Linked DNA regions of Mus musculus: regions 1, 2, 3, 4, 6 and 7 are each linked to region 5. A link is a contact called in public ChIA-PET, Hi-C, HiChIP or PLAC-seq and promoter capture Hi-C data. All regions are on one chromosome and are shown on one strand. The core of a region is the stretch at or near the end of the contact, and the rest is flanking DNA. Distances in the headings are between cores, read along the strand shown. Region 1 has its middle 15 kb from the start of 1700028I16Rik. Region 2 holds the start of Txnrd1 (thioredoxin reductase 1). Region 3 holds the start of Chst11 (carbohydrate sulfotransferase 11). Region 4 holds the start of Ckap4 (cytoskeleton-associated protein 4). Region 5 holds the start of 1500009L16Rik (RIKEN cDNA 1500009L16 gene). Region 6 holds the start of Tcp11l2 (t-complex 11 (mouse) like 2). Region 7 overlaps Txnrd1 (thioredoxin reductase 1).

Region 1 (3,392 bases), core at 26-2,525, 930 kb after region 5:
CAGTCAGGCCATTAACTTATCAGGAGGTTCCGTTCAGCAGAAGCTGTAGCTGGAGTTGGCCCCACAGTGATAGCAGGCAAAGTCCCACAATTATTGTCTTGCCTAGACTTGTGCCTAGATGGACCAGTGGGGAGTACCAAAGAAAAGCAGCAAAGACCAGGTGACTGGTCAAGCCGTTAGAAGCCATTATTGAATGTCTGCATCCTTGCAATGGGCACACACACAGGGATAGGCCACCAAGGTGTGTCTACAATCAGAGTACAGGTGTAGCGTTTATAGTAAACTTTAAGGAATGTGGTTAAGGCCTGGGCTACATCTCTATCAATGCCCCAGCTTTCAGAAGGAAGTACACAGCTAGCCCCAGGAGAGGCTGGGCAAGGCACTCACCCTGCGTCTCTCAACCAGGACACAGAAAGGAATTAGGAAAAGCAAGTCACTGGGCGGTGGTGGTGCACACCTTTAATCCTGGCACTTGGGAGGCAGAGGCAGGCTAATTTCTGATTTGGAGGCCAGCTTGGTCTACAAAGTGAGTTCCAGGATAGCCAGGGCGACACAGAGAAACCCTGTCTTGAAAAAAAAAAAAAAAGAAAGAAAGAAAAAGCAAGTCCTTGATCTGGTGGAGACAAGGGCAGAGCCATGGAAATAATAACGGTCATGTGATCAGACAAAGACCAGAAAGCACTAGAAGCCTTGATAGAAAGAAAGGACTGTGCTTCTAAGAAATTGAGTTCTGAAAGGGAGAGAGGGGCAGATCTCAAAGCCTTGGAATGATATACCCTCGAAGACAGATTTTATCCAGAGGGAGTGGGAAGTCATTGAAGGGGATTGGGCAGGAACTACCTGGAGAATAAATTGGAAGAGTTTTGGGGTGAACCCTTGCAGGCTTCAAAATGACCCAAGATATTCTATACACACACACATAACTATATATATATAACTATATATAACTATATATATATATATAACTATATATATATAACTATATATATATATATATAACTATATATATATAACTATATATATATATATTGTCTGATCCTGAATCTTTCCTTTTAATTTCCAGGGCACAGGGTTGGGACTGCAGAGAAAGCTCACTGCTTAAGAGCACTGGCTGTTCTTTCAGAAGACTCAGGTTCAATTCCCATCACCCACTGTGAGCCAACCTCACAGTGGTTTGTAAACTCCAGTCCCAGGGCATCATTTGCCTCCCTGCCCACTCTGACACTAGGCACGCACATGTTGGACATACATATAGGCCGGGAAAACACCTATATGCATAACATTTGAAAGTGGTGTGTGTGTGGGTGGGTGGTGTGTGGAGTCATCAAGGGCAGAGTCCGTTGCTGAGGGCAAGTTGGGCTCCATCGGTATGTAGAACTAGTCAAACCCATTCTGATTCTGAGGCCAGTCCACACATAAGGGAAAGAACATTGGACATCCAAAAGCAACCAATGTCCCCTCAGGGAAACTAAATGTACTGGGTAGAACAAAGAAAGCAGAAAGAAATGAGAAGTCAGGAACAGAGCATCGCTTGCAAGACACACTTGTTTCCTCCTTCCTTCTTCTCTGTGACCACAGCATTGTTAGGGGAACAGCTCAGTTACCAAAAAAGAAGTGGGGGACCAGAAAAATCTTTTAGCCATGGGCTCGTCAGAAAAGACCAACTCAGCCATTGCACAGGGGCTCTTCTGGTACCGATAGGCATTTCAGCCTAGTTCTAACTATCCTGTCATTGTTGGGGTAGCCTTAAAGAGGACAGAAACGAGAAATTCCTTTCTTGCAGTCAGGCGTGTTTACCGGCTCAGATAAAGAGCAGAGACTCCGGCATTTTCCCCTTTTTGTAAGGGAGGATAATTGCAGGCAGCTGTAGGACCAGATACTACGTAACCATTTCCTCCAGGTGGCTGCTGCTTTTCTCTTTCCCTGCTTTGTTTTTATTTCGACTTTATTTCCTCTCTCCGAAACAGAGCAGGCCATCAAGCAGTTTTTTATTCTTTAAATTTTTATTTTCAAACATGATTGCTTTGCCTGTGTGTGCCTGTGCGGCACATGTGCTCGAAGAAGCCAGATCAGGATGTTGGTGTCTGGTCCGTGGGTGTAAGCTACTATGTGGGTGCTGGGAGCCAAACCTGGGTCCCCTGGATGTCGGTACTCATAACCAGCAAGTCATTGCATTAGTTCCTTTGTCAAGGATTTTAATAGAAATTTGAACAACCAGAAGTAGATGCTTTCTCCCACCCTACCCCGTTCTTTCTCACTCTTCTTTTCCTTCTTTTTTCCTCCTCCTCCTCCTCCTCCTCCTCCTCCTGTTTTTAAAGTAAGGGGCTCACATAGCCAAGTCTGTCTCGACTGTGTATATAGCTAAAGATGACCCTGAATAGGTCCATTTGCCTCCACCTCTCAAGTACCGCAATTACACACAAGCTCACATACACCCCTCTCCATGTTACATAGCGCCAGAAACTGAACCCCAGCCCAGTTGGATCATTCCACTCCCCGAGCTACACCCCCAGCCCCTGAGCACAATTTCTAGTCGAGTCTGAAGAAGGGAAATAGCCAGATGAAGGAGGAGAGGCATGCAGATGCCTCAACACCAGAACCATGCCTGGGCGAGTGATGAGAAAGAAGCCAGGAGGAACCTGGGAGGGGTGGGGGTGGGGCAGATTACAAAACACGGTCGGCTTTCCGTCAAACTGTTTTGAGTTTGATTTTATCTCTGGGTTTGGGGAGCAGGGGAGTATTTAATCTCTAGAATTGAATAATTCAAACAATTTATTGATGATATCTCTGACAGTTGGCAGGAAGGTAGGATGGGATGGGGCAGGAACGCTGGCAAGGAGCCCAGTTCTTTGGCCGGGTGGGACTTGGGACTGAAGCCCTGTAGCAGAAGGGGTGGCATTCCGGAGCTCAGGTAGCATCCATGGGATCTGCAAACAGTTCCTGGGGGGGAAGACAGAGACAAGAATGTGAAGCAAGGAGCTACTGCCCTCCCCTGGCAGGTTCTGGGCAGATTGAGTCATGCGTTAAGCAGTGCACACTGGTTCCCAGAACCGAGCCTGCTGCCTGGAAGCAACGTCAGGAGTTTCCTGCGGCTGGCTCTCCGCACAGCTTTGTCTTTGGCTCCGGTTAAGTGCTGTGCTGGAAACTGGAGTGGGGAAACTGGCATTCTTCCTCTCCCCATGGTACTGTCTACGACAGACAAACAACATATGGAAGCTTGAGATGTCCAAACAAGGCTGCGGGTGTAGCTCAGTGGACAGGGGGCTCACCCAGCCTGTTGGAAGCCCTGAGTGGGGTCCCCAGTGCTACACGTGCTGGACATGATGACGCAGGCTTGTGATCACAGCACTTGAGGCAGAGGCAGGCATTCTGGGCTTGATGACAAGAAGCAG
Region 2 (3,252 bases), core at 514-3,013, 860 kb after region 5:
GAAAGAAATGCCTGACGGGAAACAAATTCAACCCATGGGACTCGTGGTTGTTTCCCAGAGCCTGTGTTTCTTGGTACCCCATGCCTCTGAGAATTAAGAGGAAGGTGATAGGGCGGCCTGATGAGGAAGGGGTAAGTATTTCCTGACGCGTTTTTTTCTCAAGACTTCCCCATACTATTCACCCTGACGCTAAAGAATGTAAGAGGGAAAACCCGAGCAAAGGGAACAAAAGAAGAAATGGCTTGGCTTGGCTCCTCCCGGTTCAGAGATCTGAGCACGTGGGTCGCCAGCCTGCAGTGTCCCAGCGCCGGAGATCGGGGAACCTGCGCAGCTCCTACCTTCAGGGCTGGACCATGGCCGCCCTCCGCCGGTCGCACCTTCCGCTGGCTCGCCGCCTCCCGCGGCCTTTCCGCTCGCCCGCGCCGCTGCAAGGCCCCGCCGCCCTCTGTGGCACAAAGCAGAGCGGCAGTGAGCCTTCCTCCGGGCGGGGCTTCCGGGACGCCACGCGCCCTGGGTCACTCTCGCCAGTGGACTCCGACCCTTAAGCAGCCGGGCCAGCAAGACTCCAGGACCCCCAGAACTCAGAAAAGCTCTGCATGGCGGCTAAAAACACCAGCCTCGTAGCCACCTAACATTAACACTGCGTGGTCTGGTTTTTGATCGCTGCGCCGGGTGAATGCAACACCCAGGGCTTCCTGGAATCTGAAACCGCGGGCAAAACGAAGGTCCACAAAGACGCTATCCATCCGCTCTGGATGACATCAGAGGAGGATGGTCCTATTTCACAAAGTAATGAACTCGGAAAAGTCTGGAACTATTGAAAATGTAGCCCACAGCTAAATGAATGAATATGTGTGTGTGTGTGTGTGTGTGTGTGTGTGTGTGTGTGTGTGTAGTGTCAGTATGTCATATATACTGACACCAGCACTTAAAAGCATAGTTATTCAGTACTAGTACCAACAGTGAGATATATTTACAAAGTGCTATAGCATTATATATATATAAACATTTAGTCTTCACAATGTACTTTTAGATGTATTACCAAATTACCATGTCCATTTCATAGGTAAAGGAAACCGAGCTACATATTGTCAACCAACTTGGGCAAGTTCGAGCTGCCGGTCAACATTGGAGGCGAGACTCAATCCAGGCAGGATTGTCTCTGCTCTGTACTAGTCTGCACCGCCTCCTTCAGTTAGGGAAAGGCTGTGCTGTAGTCCCAGCTGCCCTGTTTAACTGCCTGGGTCAAGAAGGGCAAGCCACTAGGAAACATGCGATTGCCAATTCCAAGGAATTTCATGGGGCTTAGGAAGTGGAAACATTTGTAAAGGCATGAAACTCCTTAATGTTATCACGGATTTATATACTTACTCGTCACAGTGTTATATATACCTCAAGATCACTGCTCTACAAAGAATACCCACTTTCTCTGGTTGCCAGGCATCAGCAGACAAGGGCCAGACCCAAGTCCTCATATCCTGAAGCTTGTGACCCGGGCTGTCTTCTGCTTACCCTAGCTTGTTCCCAGCCTGCTCAGTCGCACATTAAACGATCCCCTCCCGGACATTTCCAAAGCACCACCCCGGAGCGATGCTCCCAGGCCCGCCAGCGACCGTCCCGGGCATCCCAGGTCCCCAGCGGTCAGCTCCACGCTGACACAGAGCTTACATGAACAAGGAAGGTGAAACCACCAGCTCTTCTCGCCCCGCGGTGTCGGCGTCCCGCACCTCCCGCGTGGACGCGAGGCCTGACGGAAGCAAACTGAGGATAAAGAGCTGCGGGTTCCTAGTGGCTCCGGGAAGCCACGCCCTGCTCTTAGTAGGCGGGCGAACTGCCCGTGTCAGAATGACAAAGCAAAAATCCAGTCCCCGCGCAGCCCCGGCAACCTGTCCCGGTTGTCCCCGCAAAGTGAGAGCTCCTAATTGGACCGTACAACATCCTCGCTGCTCGGAACCGCCCCCCGACCCAAAGGCCGCGGCTGCTATTCAAAGAATGTTGGGAACCAGAATCGAGTAAGAGTGTGGAGTGAGTAACCCGGGCTCAGCCCTAAGGCGCTGCTATCTACACAAGCTTGCGTTAGTCACATGAGGAATTTTAAAAATATTGACGCCCGGCACCCATACAGACGATCTGATGCCCCTGGCACTGGCTGTGACCCTGCCAAATAGTTGTTTTCTTAAAAAAAAAAAAAAAAAAAATCCAAAAGTTAATCTAATTGACTGCAAAGGCGGCAGTGACCTAAGGTAATGGATTAGTCAAGTCTGGTGATTCTCTTAAGGAAGTTCCCTGGTTTTTTAAAGCTATGCCTACTTCATCCTGAGTTACCCTGAGAAGAAATGACTAGTTCCCCTTACAATACTTCCTCCTCGTCCCAATCGGGCTTGGGGGTTCACCTTAAGGAAAACACTTGGCACACCACCACCAGCATCGACCAAAGAAGGCCTTGTCCTTTCATGCCTCCTGCCTCTAGGCTACTAAGAATGCTTGGTGAATGAATGAATGAATTGTCTGACCCACTATGGAAAAAAAAAAAAAAAAAAAACTAGGTGAGAAGGTTGCCAGCCTGAAGCCACGCCTTCTGAGAACTGGCCTCCCCACTTTCCTTCTAGGCTCTTCCAAGGTGACAGTAAGAAACTTGCATAAACGGACACACAGGCTGCCAGGCTGACCAGATACTTAGCCCACACTGCCCGCTGCTCATTTCTTGTGTGTGTACAAGCAGTGCTTGAACCGGAGCAGCCCCTGATACGCAAGTGTCAGGACTGGCTACAAAGTGTCTAGCTCCAAAGTGTTCAGGGCAAACGTAGTTAAGGACCAAGGGATGGCAAATCTGATTACCCCTGGCTCCCCAGCCAAGCTCTGTTTGCCGTATTTCAGGCACTGCACATTGGGACAGTCTGTAAAGGAAGGTCATGAACACCCCCTTCTTAAAAATACAGACAGTGCAACTTGTTTCAAGAGTACGACAGGGTAGAGAGAGGCTCTTCTATCACTAAGTTACAATAATGTACTAATGCTGTGATTATAGGATTCTAATAGCTTGACCCTGAAAGTGTCTTACATGGACTGGTCAGAGAGGGATCACAGTTGAGATGTTACTTTTTCTTTTTTTAAAGATTTATTTATTTTATGTATTTGAGTACACTGTCACTGTCTTCAGACATTACAGATGGTTGTGAGCCAACATGTGGTTACTGGGAATTGAACTCAGGACCTCTGGGAGAGCAGTCAGTGCTCTTAACCACTGAGCCA
Region 3 (3,328 bases), core at 680-3,179, 740 kb after region 5:
GGTGTCCGGGTAGCACAAGACCATATTCTTGGCAGCCAGACCTCCTTAACAACTGTTGTGAGCCCCAAAAGGAAGAGAGGCCAGTCTGTCCCTGCGCTGTCAAGGAATCCCTGCCTGTTTGATGCAAGGAACAGCTTTACGGCTCTGTCTGGCTTGATGAATTCGCGGCTGAGTCTACTGAAAGTGTTAGCTATACACGTAAAGAAGGCGGGAGGCAAAAAAAAAAAAAAAAAAAAAAAAAAAAAAAAAAAACAGCCTTATTTCCCTGGAAAGATACGTGTTTCCACCCCACCCCCTTCCTCCCTGCTATTAGGAAAGGAAATGATTATTGTAGCGACTCTGAGGAGTCAAAATATGTCAAGGTGACCCAGTACAGGTCTATTGATCCAGAAGAAATGGGGAAAGGGGTTCCCAAGTCTAAGGCTGGGTGGCCACATACAGAACCGTCTTAGAAAGTCCTACCTGTTGGGCTTCTAAACCATGCAGCACAGCCCGGCCAGAGCACTCCAGGGCGCCCCTCTCTTCTCTAGCACCAAACTTTCCTTCTGGACCCCCGGGATGAGGGGTGCCTAGGCCCTGCCTATCCTGATAGGAGACTTGGTATTTAGCCTAAGCCAGAGAAGACGTGAGGAAGGATTCGTTCCTGTGCTGCAGAAGTCTCTAAATGCTCAGAACCCAAGAAGAAGGGATGAAACTGCACAAAGTATCTCCAAGAGCTTTGATGGTCAAAGTGCAGCCCAAAGGCTCTGGAGTTCCTAGCTGGGGGGTCTGGGGCCAGGAGATGGTAGACCAGGCCCAGGAGCAACAGCTGCAAAGTCACCACCGTGCTGGACCCTGGGGTGTTTTCGCAAAATATCTCCCCCGATGGAGAGAAGAGCAGGGAACCTACCCACTCTGTCCCCACACCTGCTCTGCTGCTGAGCTTGGAACACGTGGTAGCTGGGCTTGGGGCTTCCCAGGCGGCTGCAGGGACTCACTACCCAGCCGGGGCGTGCACCACTCGCCCGGGGGTCCCCAACCAGGAAGAGGCAGCGCTGCCTGGCGCAGAACAGCCGGCTGCCAGCGCCTGCTTCACCTCAGCCCTCAGCAGCAACCCGGACAGAGTTTTGTAGTCTTCCCATCAACCCGGGCAGCTTCCAACAAGCCCTACCTTTCTATGCCACCTAGCCAATAGACAAGACACAAAGAAAAAAAGAAAAGAAAAGAAAAGAAAAAGGAGGCAACAACACGCGCCGCTGTCTCTCCTTGCAGTCTCAACCTCTAGCCTGGAGATGGGAGGAAGAGGAAGCGCACCTTCTCTTCCCATCCCAACTCCGTGACCCGCGGATCCCGGCAGTAAAGAGCCCCGAAGAGGCCGAAGGGAAGAGGTGAGGTTGGAAGAAGCAGAAAGCAGAGCGAGAGAGGAGAAAATATCCAACAAAACCACGCTAACGCGCCCCCTACCTGGGTGCAACATACTTTGGAAATAGAAGATGACCAAGATAAAGGATCCGAAGCAAGTGGCCAGCACCATCCGGCAAATTCTGTTCATCCTCATCACTTCCAGCAGCGCCGGCTTCATGGCTTTGTCCTGGCCGCGGGGACCCGGCTGTCCGGGAGGCGCGTCCCGAGCGCAGAAGCGGGGACCCCGCCGCGGGGGTACCAGCACCGGGGAGGCTCAGAACAGAGCTGGCTGGGCTCCGGAGCTGGCTCCCGCTAGCTTCACCGAGGCTCTCCGAGGCCCCGACTCTGGTCTAGAGGGTGAAAGGCGCAGGAGTTGGTGTGCAAGTGTGAGGATGCGTGGCTCCGGCCGCGCGCTCCTGCCGGTCCGCCTCGCCTCTGCTCGATGCTCCGCCGCCTCCTCTGCTGGCGCCTGCGGCCGCCGCTGCCTCCTCACGGGCCGGGCGACCGGGATGCGAGAAGGAAGGTGCCGCCGCCGCCGTGCACTGGCCTCTGTGACTGTCCAGGCCCCCCTCCCTCCCTCCCTCGCCAAAAGCTACTTCATTGCGCTCCAGTGATCTATATATTCCAGGGCTGGGTTTTACCAAACGCAACTCGCAGCCCCCGGCGAGGGGAGGGCGCCGGCGAGCGGGGAGGGCGGGGCCGCGCCGGGGCGGAGCGTCGCCTCCCCCCGCCCCTACCCGAGACGTGGTCGCGTCCAGCTGTTTCCCGGGGAGTCCGGAGTGCGCAGCACGCTCCCGCAGGGTCCCAAAAGCCCTCAGTCCCTGGGCGGAGCTGGGCCGCTGTCTCGAGGTTGCGTGAACGTTTCCATGACACAACCGGGATGGGGGAAAACCATGAATAAGATGCTGTAGTGCTGCCACCCGTTCTCCGGTGTGGCGAGAAGCAGGTTAGGTGACAGAGGCAAACAGGAGCCCTGCTGACACGCGACCATTTACAATCCCTGGGCGGTTTAGCAGGGGAAGTTGCCCCACGCTCCCCTAAGAGCGGATGCCCTTCTCATACTGATCAAAAACTGGGCAGTTCCGTTTTTCTTTCAAAGGACAGCTCAGCTTGAGGGCTGCTTTTGCAAAGAGGTTAAAGAGAGCGGACTTAAAGTCAAGGTTAGGGAAACTGTTCCGGCATCCCAGGATCTGGTGACTGCCGCTGCTAGCCTTTCTGACACGTGCCCTCACCCGCACCCCTCGGGGCAAAGCGGGTTTGTAGCTTTTAAAACTGTTTCACCAAAAGGTACAGCTTTCTGTAATTTATTCGAAGTGTATGAGAATCAGTCGGACGGATGTGAAAAGACGCCCCTAAAAGTCCAACAAAGTGTTGGGAGTGGAGGCTGGGAGGGGGAGATCCAAGCCAGCTTAGCCTTGGCAGGTAGAGAGAAAGATGGCGCTGCTTACCTGCATTGTGTAAAATGTTGTTAAATGCTCAGCTCCATGCATTTGGGTGGCCAAGGATCAATAAGGTGGACGCGGGTCAATGATAAGGAGATCACTTTTATGCCAGGAAAGCAGGGTTATTGTAAAGCCTGACCTTTCTACTTTACCATTAAATGCATTTACAGAATGCTGGATTCCATAAGACATTGTACCTTTGAATGTGTCTCTTCACAGGGGCACTGATAAATTCTTGTCGAATCTGAATGTAATGGGCCTTATCCTCCCCTCACATTTGACAGACTCACAAGTTGCTTTCTGATACATGTATCCAGAAACGCCTCCAAACCTCCTCTTCCTTCTCCTGAAGTTTTCCCTTCAGCAGAGAAAGTCCGCAGGCTTCCTGTGATTCAGACAAGAGTCAATTACAGGGAGATATTTATGTAGCCAGTATTATTTTGCTGCTCCTTTATGAATGAGTTGCTTGCTGAGGTGGCCGAGATATACATGCTCCAATACAA
Region 4 (3,358 bases), core at 374-2,873, 810 kb before region 5:
CTTTTCATTTATTGTCTCGGTTCTTAGGCGTTGGTTTTTAAAACATTAAAACATGCTTTCCCCCACCCCCACCCCCACCCCCTGCCAGGACCCAGAGCCCGTGATCACAGGCACATATGTGCCTATTCAGATTTTAAAGGTGATTTACGAAAAGAATGAGGAGCAACAAGATTGTCCTTGAGGAAGGTGCCTCTAGCAGTGGACAGACATCTCTCTGGCACACAGTGGGCCTTCAGCAAAGTTTTGCCCTTGTAAAGTTGCACATTCAGTGTCTCCTCGAAAATACTTTTCTCAAGAGGGGTATTGTCGGGCATGTGACCACCAAAGTATGGAAGTGGTGGTATTTGAACATGGGAAGATTCCAGTTTTGTTTCTAATTTTTTCCCCCTTCTAAGCAGATTGGGAGGAAGTTACAGACAGAAGAAATAGCATCCCTACTTCTGCCGCGCAGAAGTACACACTAGGACTGCGGGAGCCAGGTGCAGGGGAAAAGGTCCAGATTGGTATTACCAATGATCTGCACTGATGGTGGGCTCTGGTTTCCCTCCCAGTCATGAGTGAAGACTCACCCATGGGCTTCAGAAGCATCAGCCCAAGGTTCAAAACACGGCTGTGTGGGACCTTGAGGCATTCTGTTGGGGTCGAGGCTCAGCCTTGTGTGTTTCCTATAAAATGGGCAAATGTAATCTCAACCGTTCAAAGCTTTTGCGAGGATTTTAGAGCCCATACCAGCTGATAAGCACAGGTCTGGCACTGCTATATTTCTTTTTACAAATGTGGAAGTGACAACCTCAACCTGTGTCCCTCTAAGTGAGGGTGCTGATGGCTTCTCTACACTCAACCCAGAGCCTGTCAGGAACTGGAGCTGTGGAGAGACTGTATGATACCCCAAAAGAAAAGAGAACCAAGGGGCCTGGGGGTGTTGCATACAGTCTACTGCCCAGGCAAAGAGGGTCTGTAACTCAGTAACTCAATAACTCAGTAACTCAGCTCCCTAGGACAAGTTCTAGTCCATACCCAAGGTGCTTGGGTGCAGAGTCCTTCGAGCCCAAAAATTCTCGGGAAGAGACAGGCCTGGCCCGGCTGCAGGGCGGCCTTAGAGGAGGGGTGTTCCCGGCTTAGTGGTGGGCAAGTAGGGCGTCTGACCCCCCCCCCCCCCGTCCTGTCCCCACCTTCCAGAACCGTGCTTTCCGCTCCCCCTAGCACTCCCCCTCGGCCCGGGTGGGGATCGTGCTCAGCACAGTGCTCAGGAGGCACCCCCACCCCGCTGACTCCTCTCGAGGGTAGCCGGGGCACTGGGAGTCTCAGCCATCCGGGCAGCCGCGCCCAGCCTCGCCCCGCCGGGCTCCGCCCGCCCTCCGCGGGGTCGCAGCGAAGGGAGGAGGGGCGGCGGCCCGCTTGCGTGGCAGGCGCTCGGGCTGGGCTCGGCCTCCCTTCCCGGGAGGCGGGGTCGGCGCCGCGGCGGCGGCGGAGCCAGGCCCCCTCCTCCTTCCGCGGCCGGCCTCCTTCCTCGTCGCCCCACGTTCCCGGCCGCTCCGACGCCGCTGCGCCCGCGTGCCGCCCGCGCAGTCCCCGTGGGAGCCGGAGCCAGCGTCCCGGGCCGCGCGCCCCGCTCGCCCATCCCGCCGAGCCGCCGCCGCCGCCATGCCCTCGGCCAAACAAAGGGGCTCCAAGGGCGGCCACGGCGCCGCGAGCCCCTCGGACAAGGGCGCCCACCCGTCGGGCGGCGCGGATGACGTGGCGAAGAAGCCGCCGGCGGCGCCGCAGCAGCCGCAGCCTCCCGCGCCGCACCCGCCGCAGCACCCGCAGAACCAGGCGCACCGGGGCGGCCACCGCGGCCGGTCCTCAGCCGCCACCGCCAACGCGTCCTCCGCGTCCTGCTCGCGCAGGCTTGGCCGGGTGCTCAACTTTCTCTTCTACCTCTCCCTGGTGGCGGCGGCCGCCTTCTCGGGCTGGTATGTCCATCACGTCCTGGAGGAGGTCCAGCAGGTCCGGCGTGGCCACCAGGACTTCTCCCGTCAGAGGGATGAGCTGGGCCAGGGCTTGCAGGGCGTCGAGCAGAAGGTGGGTACTCCAGCTTTTGCGGGGTCGGGACTCTACTCCTGCCCTCCCTGAAGGGGCCCTGGTCCTTTCCTGCCCAGGCCCTGTGGCAAGAGCTGGGACCCCAGCGCCCTAGTCGCCAGGGCGGTCCCAGACCCGCTTTGTTAATGGTCTCAGAGAGGGATGGAGCGGACTCTGAGGATGGCCAGACCATTGGGGGAGGATGGGCCAAGGGCCTGTCACAGGACATTAGCGGTGACCTGTAAGGAAGCCGGCAGGCTCTACGTAGCCCATTCTTTTTGCATTAGGAACCGTTGAATGGACAGAGTTGCCCGAACAGGAGCCTGGAAGGGAAATCATCGCATCCCCGGAAGCCTCTAGTCAAGACTTCACCTTGGCTATGCCAGTAGGAGTCACCCGAGCCAGTTTTTAATAGACCTAGAGTTTTGGGGGTGGGGGTGGGGGAAGCTAGTGAGCTTAGTCATTTGCTAAGTTCAGATGAAACGTCTATCTTTAGGTCCCTTGTCCTTAGCTGGACCAAGGAGCCCATGTGGGCCTTTGAAGTCGCCTACTCCAGCTTTAGGGGAAACACAGGCCAGAAGTATTAGATCACACTTATGTGGTGTGTAGACAGCGTATTCATGTATTTTATTTCCTCACTCAAAGAGTTAACTAGAGGGAGGAAGAGAGGGCTGACAAATTTGACTCCATTTTCCAGACCCGAATATTGAGGTTTAAGAGACACAAAGTGAGTTGACACAGACCACAGCTGGCTTGAGTCGCAGATTGTGGAAGAAAGTGTGGGCCATTCGTGAGGAAGGATTCCCCAGCGAGCTGTTTCAGGAATGACCAGACAACTCTCATGGCAAACTGCTCAGTTTCTACCCTTCCAGCCCAAGTGTAGCCCCCTTCCCTCTAGTGCCTTCTCCATCCTCTCCACCCACATCCTTGCTCAATGAAACGCACTTGCTGGACGGAAACAAAAAATCCCGCCATTTCTGAGCCCGGAACCACGGCCTCCTTTCCCAGCATGCCGCTTGCCCTGCCAAGTCCCTACTTTTTTGTTGAGTGTGCACCACTAGGAATTTCCTCTCAAGACTGGAAGAGCAACTGGAGTGAGTCAGCCTGTGAAGTGGTGTAGGCCAAGGGAGGTGACTTAGCTGGGGAAATGAAGTGGGCGATTCTGCTCTGCCTGCTGAATGTCAGACCATCCTAAGAACACAGACACCCCGCGGGAGTCTGATCGCTAGCCCGTTTCCTCTCTTCCTAATCAGTCATAATATTTATTGAAGCCTGATAGTTGTATGGCTGTGCGTGA
Region 5 (3,595 bases), core at 659-3,158:
ATAAAAATAGATTCTTAAAGAATGTAAATGCGCCAAACTTTCTTCATTTCTAAATCTTTTCTGGGTCCTCCTTTCAGTTTTTGTTTTTGTTTTTTAACATTCTCAACTCTTTTTTTTTTCTTTCAGCCAAGCACGCGTGCGATAGGTTACACTGAGCCTCAGAACGGACATTTGACGCTTTGACACTTTTCCTGATTTCCTTGTTGCAATGAAACGGGGCCACACCCCAGCTTAAATCCCGCCCCTGCTCTCATTTGCATAGGATACTAACTAAGCTGAGTCACTGCTATAGGAATCTAAAAGATTTGCTTCCCAGTGGCTGTCTGCAGATACCAAAGACAGACCTAAATTCAAAACAACGAAGGTCACCTGGAATGGATATACTTTCCCTGGGCCTAGACTCCCAGATGTTTTAGTTAGATCCCTTGAGACACACTTAATCCAAAAGTATCACATTGACTGTGCCCCACACCCCAAAAAAAAGATAGACCAAATCTGGCCAATATTTGAATAGATTTCCACAATGGTTCCCATCCTGTAAATGTTTAAACAAGTTCAGCCAGGCTTGGTACTGCAGGCCTTTTGTCCTAGGTCATAAAGAGACGGATCTAGGAGAGTAGCAAGTTTAAGGCCAGCCAGAGCAGCACAGTGAGATCAGGGCATGCCTGGACAACTTAGTGAGACCCTATCTCAAAGTAAAGAACGATACCAGGAATACAGCCCGATGGTCAAAGGTCTGCGCAGCACGTGCAATGATCAGACCCTGAGTTCAAACCTGAGTGCTTCAATCAATCACAAAAATAACTGCCAAGCCTTAAGGACTTGGCTATGGGAGGTGACATCCCTAAGGTTTCAAAACTCAATAGCTGGACACCCACATCCGCTCCGCAAACACTGCAGTATTTGACTACCGTTTGCGCTTGCTGGTTAGAGTGGGCTGTGATACCTGACTGGACTCAGCTAGAGAAGGTAGGGAACCCTATCCAAAAAGACGCTAAAATACGTCAGCAGAGAACACCACCCCAAACAAATCCCAACATCAGCTAGTTTTATCAGAGGGTCTGAATCTTACAGTAAGTTACTTGATACAAAGCCTGGCTTAGCCAGGAAAATCTAGAAGCCCTGCCCTGCCAATCAACGAAATGAAGTCGTGCACAGACAAGTTTGGATGTATTTTTAAGTGAAAATTTATCAAAAAGAGAGGCCAGTCCAGAGCTCCATCAAGCTAATCTGTGCGTCTAGGTACCGCAGCTCCTCTATGAAAATCTTAGCGGGCAGCAGGGTGGGTCTTAAGTACGCAGACCCAAACGGATGCGTTTTTAGAGCCCTGCAGGCTGCTGTCCCCAACCCACTGGCACTCGGCCCCACCCCCAAAAAAGTCCCGATTTGCTCAGCAACACTTTCCCAGGCGCAGGGACTGGGAGCCAAGGGGTCCGGGTGAGGCCTGGATGCAAGCCAATAGAAAGGGGATGTGAGGGACCAGAAACACGTCTGGGAAATTCTGCTCCCCAGAAGGATGCAGAGACAGGCTGCAGGACCCAGGCGACTGTCCTCCCCGCTGAATCCGGGCGTGACCGCCCCCGCACAGGGGCACCGGCTTCCTCTCGGTCTTTCCAGAAGCAGGCGAGCTCCAGGCTCGAAATTGAGGATGGGCCGAAGGAACTGCGCCCCCACCCCCACCCCCGCCGCCGCCGCCGCCCCCTCTCCCGAGGGACCTACGCCCCGCAGCTCTGCTTACCTCGGCCCGCGGCCGCGCTGGTGGCCGTGGAGTTCCCGCAACCCATCGCGCCACCCGCAGGGAAGCCGCGCTCTGGACCTCAGGTCCCAGTGGAGGAGACCCAGAAGGAGGCGGCGCGCGGGACTAGGGACAGCCCTAGCCCCGCCCCGCGCGGGGACCCCCACGAACCCACCCGTCACCGCGGCAACCACGGCACCGACCAATGCGCAGCCTTCTGCGCGTTCCTGGGCCAAGCATTGGTGGCGGTTGAAAGTGGGCGGGAGTTTAAAGTAGGGTTTGGGGGTCATGGCAGAAGGCGTGGTCCGCAGCAGGTCTCACCCGCTCGCTCTCCCTCTTGTTCACCTTCGCTCTCTTTCTTCGTGGCCCCTCCCTGTCCCCAGGATGTGGAGAGGAGAGGAAGTGACAGGGAACACCTGCTCTGAGTATCCTGGGTGTACGTCTGATAAGGCTAAGGTCGACAGACTAATTGATATTCAGATCTGAAGAGGAAACCAAAACCTCTCCTGCTTTCGAAGAAAGCTGAGACAGCTCCATCCTTCCTCACTTAGAAAAACCAGCTCTGCCCCAGGTCGGTCAGACCTGGTGCTCCTCCTTACAATCAATGTCTCCCAGATCTGTAACTAGAGTTGTATACCCTGCTTTCTGATCTAAGGCAGATCTATGAATCTCCGTGGTCCCTAACTGCTGGGACCACAACTCCTGCTCTGCCCTCTGACAGCTGTGGGACTTTAGGAGCCACACTGAGAGGTTGTAAACTGCTCAGCACCTGTGCCTCAGCTAACACCATCTGCTATAATAGGTCTTGAGCTTTTGAGCAGTAATACAAATTCCTTAAAGACGAGGACCCTCCGTTCCCTAGTGTCCTCCTGGCTCACAATGCAGAATCAATAAAACTCATTGAGAGGTAAGCTCAAGCCAGGAAGTAGAGCTCCGGTTTAAACTCGCTATTTATAGAGAAGCCCTGACTGTGCCAAGTTCTTTACTAAGCTCTGGGGTTGCAAACATGTGGGAGACTGTGTCCCCAGACAGACAAATTATAAACAAATTAGCTACATCAAAACAGGGACACAAATGGAGTTATACAGGGTGGAACGGCTTAAGAAATGGGCTTAACTCTATAGGTATGTTGAGGGGTCATATAAAAGAGTGGTTCTCAGCCTTCTTAATGCTACATATGACCCTTTAATGCAGTCCCTCATACTGTGGTGACCCTCAGCGATAAATTTACTTCATTGTTACTCCACAACTGTAATATATATATATATATATATATATATATATAGAGAGAGAGAGAGAGAGAGAGAGAGAGAGAGAGAGAGAGTTTTGTGACAAAATACTTGACAAGATGTAAATTAGGAAAGGAAGGGTTTATTCTGGCTGATGATTGGAGGGAAGTTCCATCCATTGTGGTGGGGAAGGGAGGGCGTTAAAAGCACATGAAGCTGTTATAGGGCTGGAGAGCAACAGTCTTTCTCAGCCAGGGGGGTCTGAGCCAGAGTCCTAAGGTAGTGGACACTTAACTATCGCCATGATTGACCAGAGGCAGTGACTCCAAGCTCATTGTCCTATGCCAATAAAGATTAAAGTTGCAGATGCTTGTAAGAGTGAGGTGGGAAACTTTATTAAGAGGTTTACAGGGAAAAACATTAAAGGATAATGAGTCAGGCTCCTAAGACATAAAAGTTCGGTAAAAAGAGAAAGTAACTCTTTTGGTGTTACCTCCTGCCCTGTGAGTATCCTAAATGTTGTCAGTTATTCAAAGCTCTGTCTGTCCTCACAGCTACCAAAAGGCAGCTACAATGTTACAGCTGCCTCTTAACTAACTGATGGGGGGGGGTTATCTTGTGGGAGCAGCTC
Region 6 (3,233 bases), core at 570-3,069, 850 kb before region 5:
ATCAGAGGGCCATTCCCTATGTTTTTCGAAATCCCTCCTTAAAACTCAGGTATTACCCAAAGGACTAACTGCTTACAGCTAGCAAGTCAAAAACATTTGGCAGTAGATTGTTCAGGTTATCCAACAAGGGCCCTGGGGAATGAAATCCACCAAGTTAAGGCTAGGATTGGGGGGGGGGGGATTAAAGAGGTGGCAAGAAGCGTTTAGTGGGTACTCTCCTTCCAAGACTTTACCAAAGTCAGGCATAAGGCACTTATAGGATAGGGGGTTAAAGGCAAGACTGAGCTCTGACGGAAAAAATTTGCAGATGCCAGACAATTTCCATCCTCGATCAAACCGTGCTTTAGCACCAGGCTAGAGTAAGGCAAAAAACACAGCACGGAGAGAACAGTACTGGTCCTCATCGAGTCTTTGCCCGCCTCGGAGAGCTAGACAAAAGCCAACAAGCCAGCCACTGTCTAAAAGGCAGATGCCCGTGCTCCACGTGTCATTACAGCATTGGGAAGGATTTCTAAGCACTTTTTATCCTGGAAAGCGTTGCCCCCGCCCCCCCCCCATCCCTGATGCCTAGTTTAACACCTGTGCTGCACACCCGGGGGGTAAGGCGCCCTTCAGCCCTGGGTCACTTCAAGTGGAGCAATGTATGAAATCCATGGGGGTAGGAAAAAGGCAGAGTAGACGGGGCGGGGTGGAGGTGGAGGTGGGATGGGGACTCCTAGCCCAGGAACCAGTGTAAGAACTGGTTGAAATTATCAGTTGGGAGGTAGGTTAACTAAGAGCTGAGAGCTGAACACCACCTTGTGCTGAGCAGCCCACTAAGGACAAAGACAAGTTGCCTGGTTTCTTTACCGTTAAGGTACCAAGACAACGATGAAAGAGGGAGGTTCCATTCTCACTGGAACCACTCAAGTGTTTCTACTCTGCTTGTAACGGTAGTTTAACAAACCCTTCTTTGTTGACTGGATTCTTGTGTTTAAACACATGATTTGGGCTTCTTGTGGTTGGGGGAGGACAGAACCTACAGTCCTGTAAAGTGCTCTACCACAGAACTACAGTCCCAGTCTAATAAACGCATTTTAGAAGTAAACATTGCGAAATCGCTCATTTAATGGAAGTTTTTCCTCTTGTACTAACGTAAACACATAACTGTGTCATCCACGTGCCACCGAATCTCGTTGCTATGTTTTGTGGCGCCACCCAAAGCAAGGCAAAGCAAGGGTCTGAGAAGGCAAGGGTCTGACCCAGATGTGACCTGAGCTGGCCTCCTGGACAGTCAAGTCCAACGGAAGTCCCAGGAGTCCTGCCCGCTCGCCCACGTTCTCTGCTCGCCCCTCCCTCTAGCAGCACCACGTTTCCTGTCAAAACAAACGTTTGGGGGAGGGGACTGCCGGGACAGAACCCAGCTCTCGAGAAACCCAGCAACAAGACCCAAACATAGGGCCGAGGCCCAGCCGGGCCCCACCGCGGCTCAGTCCCACTCCTCCAGGGACGAGGGATTGGGGACCTGACCGCACGGGGAGCCCAGAGCGTCTCGCGCCGTTGAGCACAGTCGCTGGCACGCACCCAAAGGGATGTCATCACGACCAAGCGGCCCCGGCAGAGCCTGGGCCACCACTGCCACCGTGCCCCACTTCAAGCCTTGACTCCGAGGTCAAATGTCCCGAACTCGGAGGGCACAAGGAGCCCTCCCGCTGCCATAAGGAGACGCGGTCCCCTCAGATCCCACGGCCCCTCCCCTGGGATGGGTACGCACCCCCGGATCCCGCGTAGAGACTCGAGGAAAGCTAGGTGGCGGGGGTCGCGGGGCTCTGCGTATCCCCCCTCAACCAGCGTCGCAGACAAGGGGAGACTCAGCAGTCTGTCAACTCTGGAGCCCCCCCGCAGCCCCACGCGGTATTTAAAGGGCCCAGAGGTACTCCCTGGGCGCGACCATTCGGGAAGGAACTGGAGGGGGACTATAGCACCGCGGCGCCAGAATCCAGGGCAGGGTTCTGGCGAAGATCCCTAAATTCTTGAAGAGTCTGTCTACAAAAACCATAGCTTTCTCACGTTTCTATCGTGAAGGCTGAAGAAGGCTCAGACAGAAAGCCATTTGCACACGAGAAATGTGTGCTCCCTATATTCAGTGGTGGTACGGTCCGGACCGCCAGGGGCGGGGAGAGGAGTGAACACGGAATTGGGGCAGCCTACGGCCGGGAGCGCCTGGGCTGCTGTAGGGCCTAAAGCGTTCGGAGGCGGGGCCTGGCTGTGTAAGGGCGGGGCCTAAGTGCAGCGGGTGACGCCCCCAATCCTGTTTCTTTCAGTTTACCAGGTAGGATGAAATGGACTAACTCCAACCGAACGGACAGACTTCTGGTGTCCGCTCGCGGCAGTAATATAAAAACACTACATGCCCACCTTCACAATGGCCACACACACCGGGCCAAGCGAGTCAACAACATTCCAAACAGGCTGTCCCACGCACATCAGCGTCCAACCGCGTCATCCACACGTGTCAACATGTTCTTGTAAACACGGGTCCTGATTTGCCCCTTGAATTGGACGATTGGTTTCTGGGAGCCACACCTACCTAAGCTCTCCGAAGGCTTCGCCTGTGCACAAAGATAAAGTGTCTTACTTCTTCTAAGGGTTCTTTGGCGGCGCTTATCTTGGGGAGAGTTTTCAACCAGGCTTAATGTAAATAAGTGCTGGGAGGGGCTCTTGTGTGGTCAGGCTTACTAAGCATAACTTCTCGTGAGCTTGCTTCTGGGCATAAAGAAACAGAACCACTATTTTGCCAGGTACAAGTTGGTATTACTTGTGGGTAGCGTCATACAAAAAAAATAAATGAACTTTATATAAGCTGAAATATTCCTGTTTAGGACTAAAATCATATCGGATTGTGGAGGCAAATTGTCTACTATCATTCTAGAAAGAAGAAAACCAAAAGCAGACAATAGTTTAAAGCAAGATAGAAATACAATTGTACAGCATGGACTGGTCTGAGGTTATAACCAAGTCCCTAACATTTGCCTACCCAAGAGATCTTCTTGTTCAGTGGGATAAGAATGGAACTAAAGCACTCTTAGAAGCTCACTGTTAGCTACTGAACCTAGTTGGCAAGTTATTCTGAACAAGAAAACCTACCTAGAGATTTGTATCCATTTGTATCTGTCACTCTAGAAATTACACAACCTAAAGTGGAGCCACGGCTGCTAAGAATCCTTGCTGCTCTATCATGAGGACCACAGGCA
Region 7 (3,523 bases), core at 422-2,921, 820 kb after region 5:
ACTGAACAAAAGGTGGATCTGTCTGCCAGCTTGCAAAGTATGAGCTCACATTTTACAGATGAGGGACCTGAGGGAACAGTGACACTAAGCAGAGTCTCCATCAGTGGCTGTCCACCGGGAGGCAGAGCTGGGGTTCAGCCCCAGGTGGTCTAGGTCAGGAATGAGGTGGAAACACAATGTGCCCAAAGCTAGCTGGCTGCCTGTCACTTACTGCCCTAGTTTGCTCTTTTGTTGCTGTGATAAAATGCTGACTAAAACTAACGGGGAGGAAAGGCTTACTTCAACTTACACTCGCAGGTAACAATCGGTTACCGAGTGACGTCAGCACAGGGACCTACAGACAGGAACTGAAGCAGAGACTGTAGAGCGATGGCTCTCTGTGGTTGGAGGTCACCATAACATGAGGAACTAACTATGTTACAGGGTTGCAGCCTTAGGAAGGTTGAGAACCTGCGCCATAAGGAACGCTGTTTACTGACTTCCTTACACAAGAGCTGCCAGCCCAGGGATGGCACCTCCCACAGTGGGCCGGGCCATCCGACATCAATCATTTGTCTGGGCACTGCCCCACTGACAAACCCACAGACCAGTCTGAACAGGGCAGTTCCTCAGTGGTCCTCTCGCTCCCCACGTGACTCTAGTTTGTGTCCACTTGACAAGAAACACTAACCAGCAATTCCCCAGTGTGGTGGTTTGAATGAAAATGACCCCCAATAGGCTCATGGGGAGTGGCACTATTCGGAGGTGTGGCCTTGCTGAAGTGGGCGTGGCCTTGTTTGGCGGAAGTGTGTCACTGTGCGGGCAGGTTTTGAGATTTCCTATGTATGTGCAAGCTACAACCAGTCAGTCTCCTTCTGCTGCCTTTGGATCAAGATGCAGAACCCTGAGCTCCTCCAGCACCATGCTTGCCAGAACACTGCCATGCTCCCCATGATAAGGGATTGAACTTCTGAAACCAGAAGCCAGCCCCAATTCAATGTTTTCCTTTATAAGAATTGAATTGGTCATGGTGTCTCTTCACAGCAATGAAACCCAAACTAAGACACCCAGGGCAGGGATTGGGGTGAGGCGGAAGTGTGACCCTCAGCCCAGGCAATAGTGAGCACTCCCTGTATGTGTATCAGTGCTCCTGTCCTCCAGGCTGCTCCCCCCACCCCCTTCACAGCACTGCCACTCAAAGATGAAGTGGAAACGGAAGGGTTCTCTGGAAAGTCGGTTGGATGGTGTTTTGCTGGGGCAAACACATGAAGTGGACACAGGTGTGAATGGCTAAGGCAGACAACATTTAGCTGACGCAGACACAGGAGAGGATGTTCTGCTAAAGCACGTGAAAAGACAAATGATGAAGGGTTCTTTGCTAATGACGCACATGTGTTGGTCTGCCTTACATGGCATAGTTGAGCTGCATTTGTCAGGAGCCTATAGAGAGGAACACACCAAAAAAGTTCTGGTGGTGTGCTGCAGTTTTTTTGCTGCTTCCGAGGAATCAGGCTGATTGGCAGAGGGATATCAGCTGAGACAGACACGAATGCTGAAGTAAGATCCGAGGAGGGCATGTGATGTTTGTTTGGAGGGAGTATAAATAGGACTCCGTGGACAGGAGGAGGGAGTATAAATAGGACTCCGAGGACAGGAGGAGCTAGGAGGCGGAGCTAGGCTTGCTTACAGAGAGGGCTAGTGGATCTCAGAGTCTTCTGGGGTCCTTCCTGGTCCCTCCTGCTAACTTGTGCTAAGGCTGAGGCCTGGCTGTTTCTGCTAGGTCGTACCACCAATGCTGATTTGTGTTTGCTCTCCTGACTTTGATACTGATTTGTCTGGACTGCTGGTGTTGTCTGGGAAGTGTTTCCGAGTGGATGAGCTGTCGCTGCCTGCTGACTTCCAGACAACACAGAACCTTTCTAAACAGGTCCACTTCGCCCCTATCCTTTCTTTCCCACTACCTCTAGTGGGTGATAGGCTAAAAGGGAGGTTATAATGTTTAAGAACCATCATTAAAAATAAAGATGAAGAGCCGGGCGGTGGTGGCTCACGCCTTTAATCCCAGCACTCGGGAGGCAGAGGCAGACGGATTTCTGAGTTCGAGGCCTGCCTTGCCTACAAAGTGGGTTCCAGGACAGCCATGGCTACACAGAGAAACCTTGTCTTGAAAAAATAAATAAATAAATAAATAAATAAATAAACAAATAAAGATTAAAAAAAATTAAAGTTACACCTGCCTGTCAAGGTGTAACAAGGGAACTGAGGCTGAGTTTTGGTGCCAAAGGCTCGATTCTGGCCTCCAACCTGGTATCCAAAAACTGGCTAAAATCCTGAAAAACTGGCTAAAATCCTGAAAAAAGTGACTCCCACCTCCTGTCAGGGGGCTGTCAGGGCACTGTGAGGATAAGCCAGCTGTGTGTGTCCAGCCCTGTGCCTGGCTTTAGGAGCACTGGCGGGGCTGTTACTGATGGTAGCCTGCAGCTGCTCAGGGTAAAAAGCAAATGCATTTTGGGAAGACAGGGTGGGGCTTCTGCTTAATGACTGGTGCTACTGCGGCTCGGCTCGTACACGCAAGCAAAGAGTCTGTGACGTCAACACTGTGGTAGGCGCGGCTGAAATCACAGAGATTACATTTCCAGGGTCTGGGGAAATATTAGGTGGGTGGACAGGAAGACCGCACACCCTCACGGCCACCTGGAGCGAGACGCACCAGCTCTCCATGCACACGTTGCTGGGACACCCAGAAGGTGACTTCACGGTGTGGATGGCTTTGCTTCCCGGAAGACCAGGGTTGAAGGACCAGTCAGAACTGAAGAACCGCCAGCCTGTACGGATACCCTCAGCTGATGCTGCCCGGGCAATCGCATGGCGCCAGAGGTATGAGACGACAAGACTTCAGCCTTCAATACAAAGCCTGACTCAGCCCTGTGCGGTGTCAAAGAAGCCCAGAGCACCACTCAGTCAGAAGGCACGCGTGTGCATCAACATCTTTTATTGGTTCACATTTTTTTCCAGAAAAATTGTAATAAAAATACATGGAATTGGAATTTGCATTACAATACATTGTGCGATTACAGAATATGAACAATGACGTATACTCCTTCTTGTGGGGGTAGAACATTTCATTCCACTAAGAGAATCACATGATTAGTTACCCTACACTGTCTGTTGTTCTGATCTCAGAGACTGGCAGACTTGAAAGGAAAAAAAAACTTAAAAAATAAATAAATAAAACTGAACAGTCAACTCCCTTGGTTTCCCTGGTCCTTTCTCCTCTTCCCACTGTCTTCAACACAAGGACGGGGGGGCAGGTGTGAGGGAGCCTCGTGGGGCAGGGTGGGTGCTGCTGGCTGGACACCAGGCAAATCCCTTCCCTGAGGTGGCCCAGAAGGGTACTGTGAAACGCCACTCAGTACTGCAGGTGGGGACAGGCAAAGGGGAGGGCAAGAAAAGAAGCTGCAGGGCCAGGCCGTGTATGGTGGGAAACCTGGTTTGTGTAGTCCTCAGCCAGCATGTTCACGGTCATGTAACCTAGGAGCTAAAC

What was found. Promoter capture Hi-C pulls out the DNA fragments that hold promoters and counts their contacts. A called contact is a pair of places that touch in the nucleus more often than the background predicts. ChIA-PET counts read pairs in DNA pulled down with a chosen protein or histone mark. HiChIP or PLAC-seq counts read pairs in DNA pulled down with a chosen protein or histone mark.
Region 1: a contact with region 5 is called in a Hi-C map of LSK cells, with 5 times the contacts expected there. The contact joins the enhancer-like site here to the promoter of 1500009L16Rik in region 5. A contact is called at or near these places in 5 of 39 promoter capture datasets (the 3T3-L1 cell line, cranial neural crest, embryonic stem cells and 2 more), 1 of 484 Hi-C or Micro-C datasets (LSK cells) and 2 of 115 datasets of contacts at active chromatin or transcription factors (embryonic stem cells and large pre-B cells).
Region 2: a contact with region 5 is called in an RNA polymerase II ChIA-PET map of memory CD8 T cells, with 14 read pairs. The contact joins the promoter of Txnrd1 here to the promoter of 1500009L16Rik in region 5. A contact is called at or near these places in 2 of 39 promoter capture datasets (embryonic stem cells and pre-B cells) and 7 of 115 datasets of contacts at active chromatin or transcription factors (astrocytes, embryonic forebrain, embryonic stem cells and 3 more).
Region 3: a contact with region 5 is called in an RNA polymerase II ChIA-PET map of memory CD8 T cells, with 7 read pairs. The contact joins the promoter of Chst11 here to the promoter of 1500009L16Rik in region 5. A contact is called at or near these places in 7 of 39 promoter capture datasets (the 3T3-L1 cell line, embryonic stem cells, hippocampal neurons and 3 more), 3 of 115 datasets of contacts at active chromatin or transcription factors (effector CD8 T cells, memory CD8 T cells and stem cell-derived neural progenitor cells) and 1 of 9 other capture datasets (embryonic stem cells).
Region 4: an H3K27ac HiChIP or PLAC-seq map of embryonic stem cells shows a contact between it and region 5, with 5 times the contacts expected there. The contact joins the promoter of Ckap4 here to the promoter of 1500009L16Rik in region 5. A contact is called at or near these places in 11 of 39 promoter capture datasets (the 3T3-L1 cell line, 3T3-L1-derived adipocytes, cranial neural crest and 6 more), 1 of 484 Hi-C or Micro-C datasets (embryonic stem cells) and 4 of 115 datasets of contacts at active chromatin or transcription factors (embryonic stem cells and forebrain).
Region 6: a promoter capture Hi-C map of embryonic stem cells shows a contact between it and region 5, with 2.2 times the contacts expected there. The contact joins the promoter of Tcp11l2 here to the promoter of 1500009L16Rik in region 5. A contact is called at or near these places in 2 of 39 promoter capture datasets (cranial neural crest and embryonic stem cells), 1 of 484 Hi-C or Micro-C datasets (LSK cells), 1 of 115 datasets of contacts at active chromatin or transcription factors (embryonic stem cells) and 1 of 9 other capture datasets (adipose tissue).
Region 7: a contact with region 5 is called in a promoter capture Hi-C map of embryonic stem cells, with 3 times the contacts expected there. The contact joins the enhancer-like site here to the promoter of 1500009L16Rik in region 5. A contact is called at or near these places in 2 of 39 promoter capture datasets (embryonic stem cells and pre-B cells), 1 of 15 datasets of contacts at CTCF or cohesin (embryonic stem cells), 2 of 484 Hi-C or Micro-C datasets (CD4 T cells and muscle stem cells), 4 of 115 datasets of contacts at active chromatin or transcription factors (embryonic stem cells, large pre-B cells and memory CD8 T cells) and 1 of 9 other capture datasets (adipose tissue).

Annotation. Positions count from the first base shown.
Region 1 is chr10:82,795,169-82,798,560 of GRCm38.p6, reverse strand. It overlaps a transcript of Hcfc2 not described here. Among named protein-coding and RNA genes, the nearest start is that of 1700028I16Rik, 15 kb to the left of the region's middle. Within about 2 kb of position 1,275, at least 97 of the 459 cell types and tissues checked have an H3K27ac peak or open chromatin away from gene starts, as enhancers often do. A contact at or near this core is called in LSK cells, embryonic stem cells and pre-B cells, where this site is marked.
Region 2 is chr10:82,857,717-82,860,968 of GRCm38.p6, reverse strand. Txnrd1 (thioredoxin reductase 1) reads right to left here and starts at 1,763. Exons shown (of 15, transcript NM_001042513.1): 1 at 1,669-1,763; 2 at 339-445. It overlaps Gm38560 (predicted gene, 38560), which reads left to right and starts at 1,961. Exons shown (of 4, transcript NR_156010.1): 1 at 1,961-2,012.
Region 3 is chr10:82,984,098-82,987,425 of GRCm38.p6, reverse strand. Chst11 (carbohydrate sulfotransferase 11) reads right to left here and starts at 1,929. Exons shown (of 3, transcript NM_021439.2): 1 at 1,444-1,929. The coding sequence starts at 1,561.
Region 4 is chr10:84,532,153-84,535,510 of GRCm38.p6, reverse strand. It overlaps Ckap4 (cytoskeleton-associated protein 4), which reads left to right and starts at 1,623. Exons shown (of 2, transcript NM_175451.1): 1 at 1,623-2,064. The coding sequence starts at 1,645.
Region 5 is chr10:83,721,178-83,724,772 of GRCm38.p6, reverse strand. 1500009L16Rik (RIKEN cDNA 1500009L16 gene) reads right to left here and starts at 1,908. Exons shown (of 6, transcript NM_001145198.1): 1 at 1,739-1,908. The coding sequence starts at 1,784.
Region 6 is chr10:84,575,533-84,578,765 of GRCm38.p6, reverse strand. It overlaps Tcp11l2 (t-complex 11 (mouse) like 2), which reads right to left and starts at 1,819. Exons shown (of 10, transcript NM_146008.2): 1 at 1,754-1,819.
Region 7 is chr10:82,897,144-82,900,666 of GRCm38.p6, reverse strand. Txnrd1 (thioredoxin reductase 1) reads right to left here. Exons shown (of 15, transcript NM_001042513.1): 15 at 2,943-3,523. Among named protein-coding and RNA genes, the nearest start is that of Eid3, 32 kb to the right of the region's middle. Within about 2 kb of position 1,671, at least 40 of the 459 cell types and tissues checked have an H3K27ac peak or open chromatin away from gene starts, as enhancers often do. A contact at or near this core is called in embryonic stem cells and memory CD8 T cells, where this site is marked.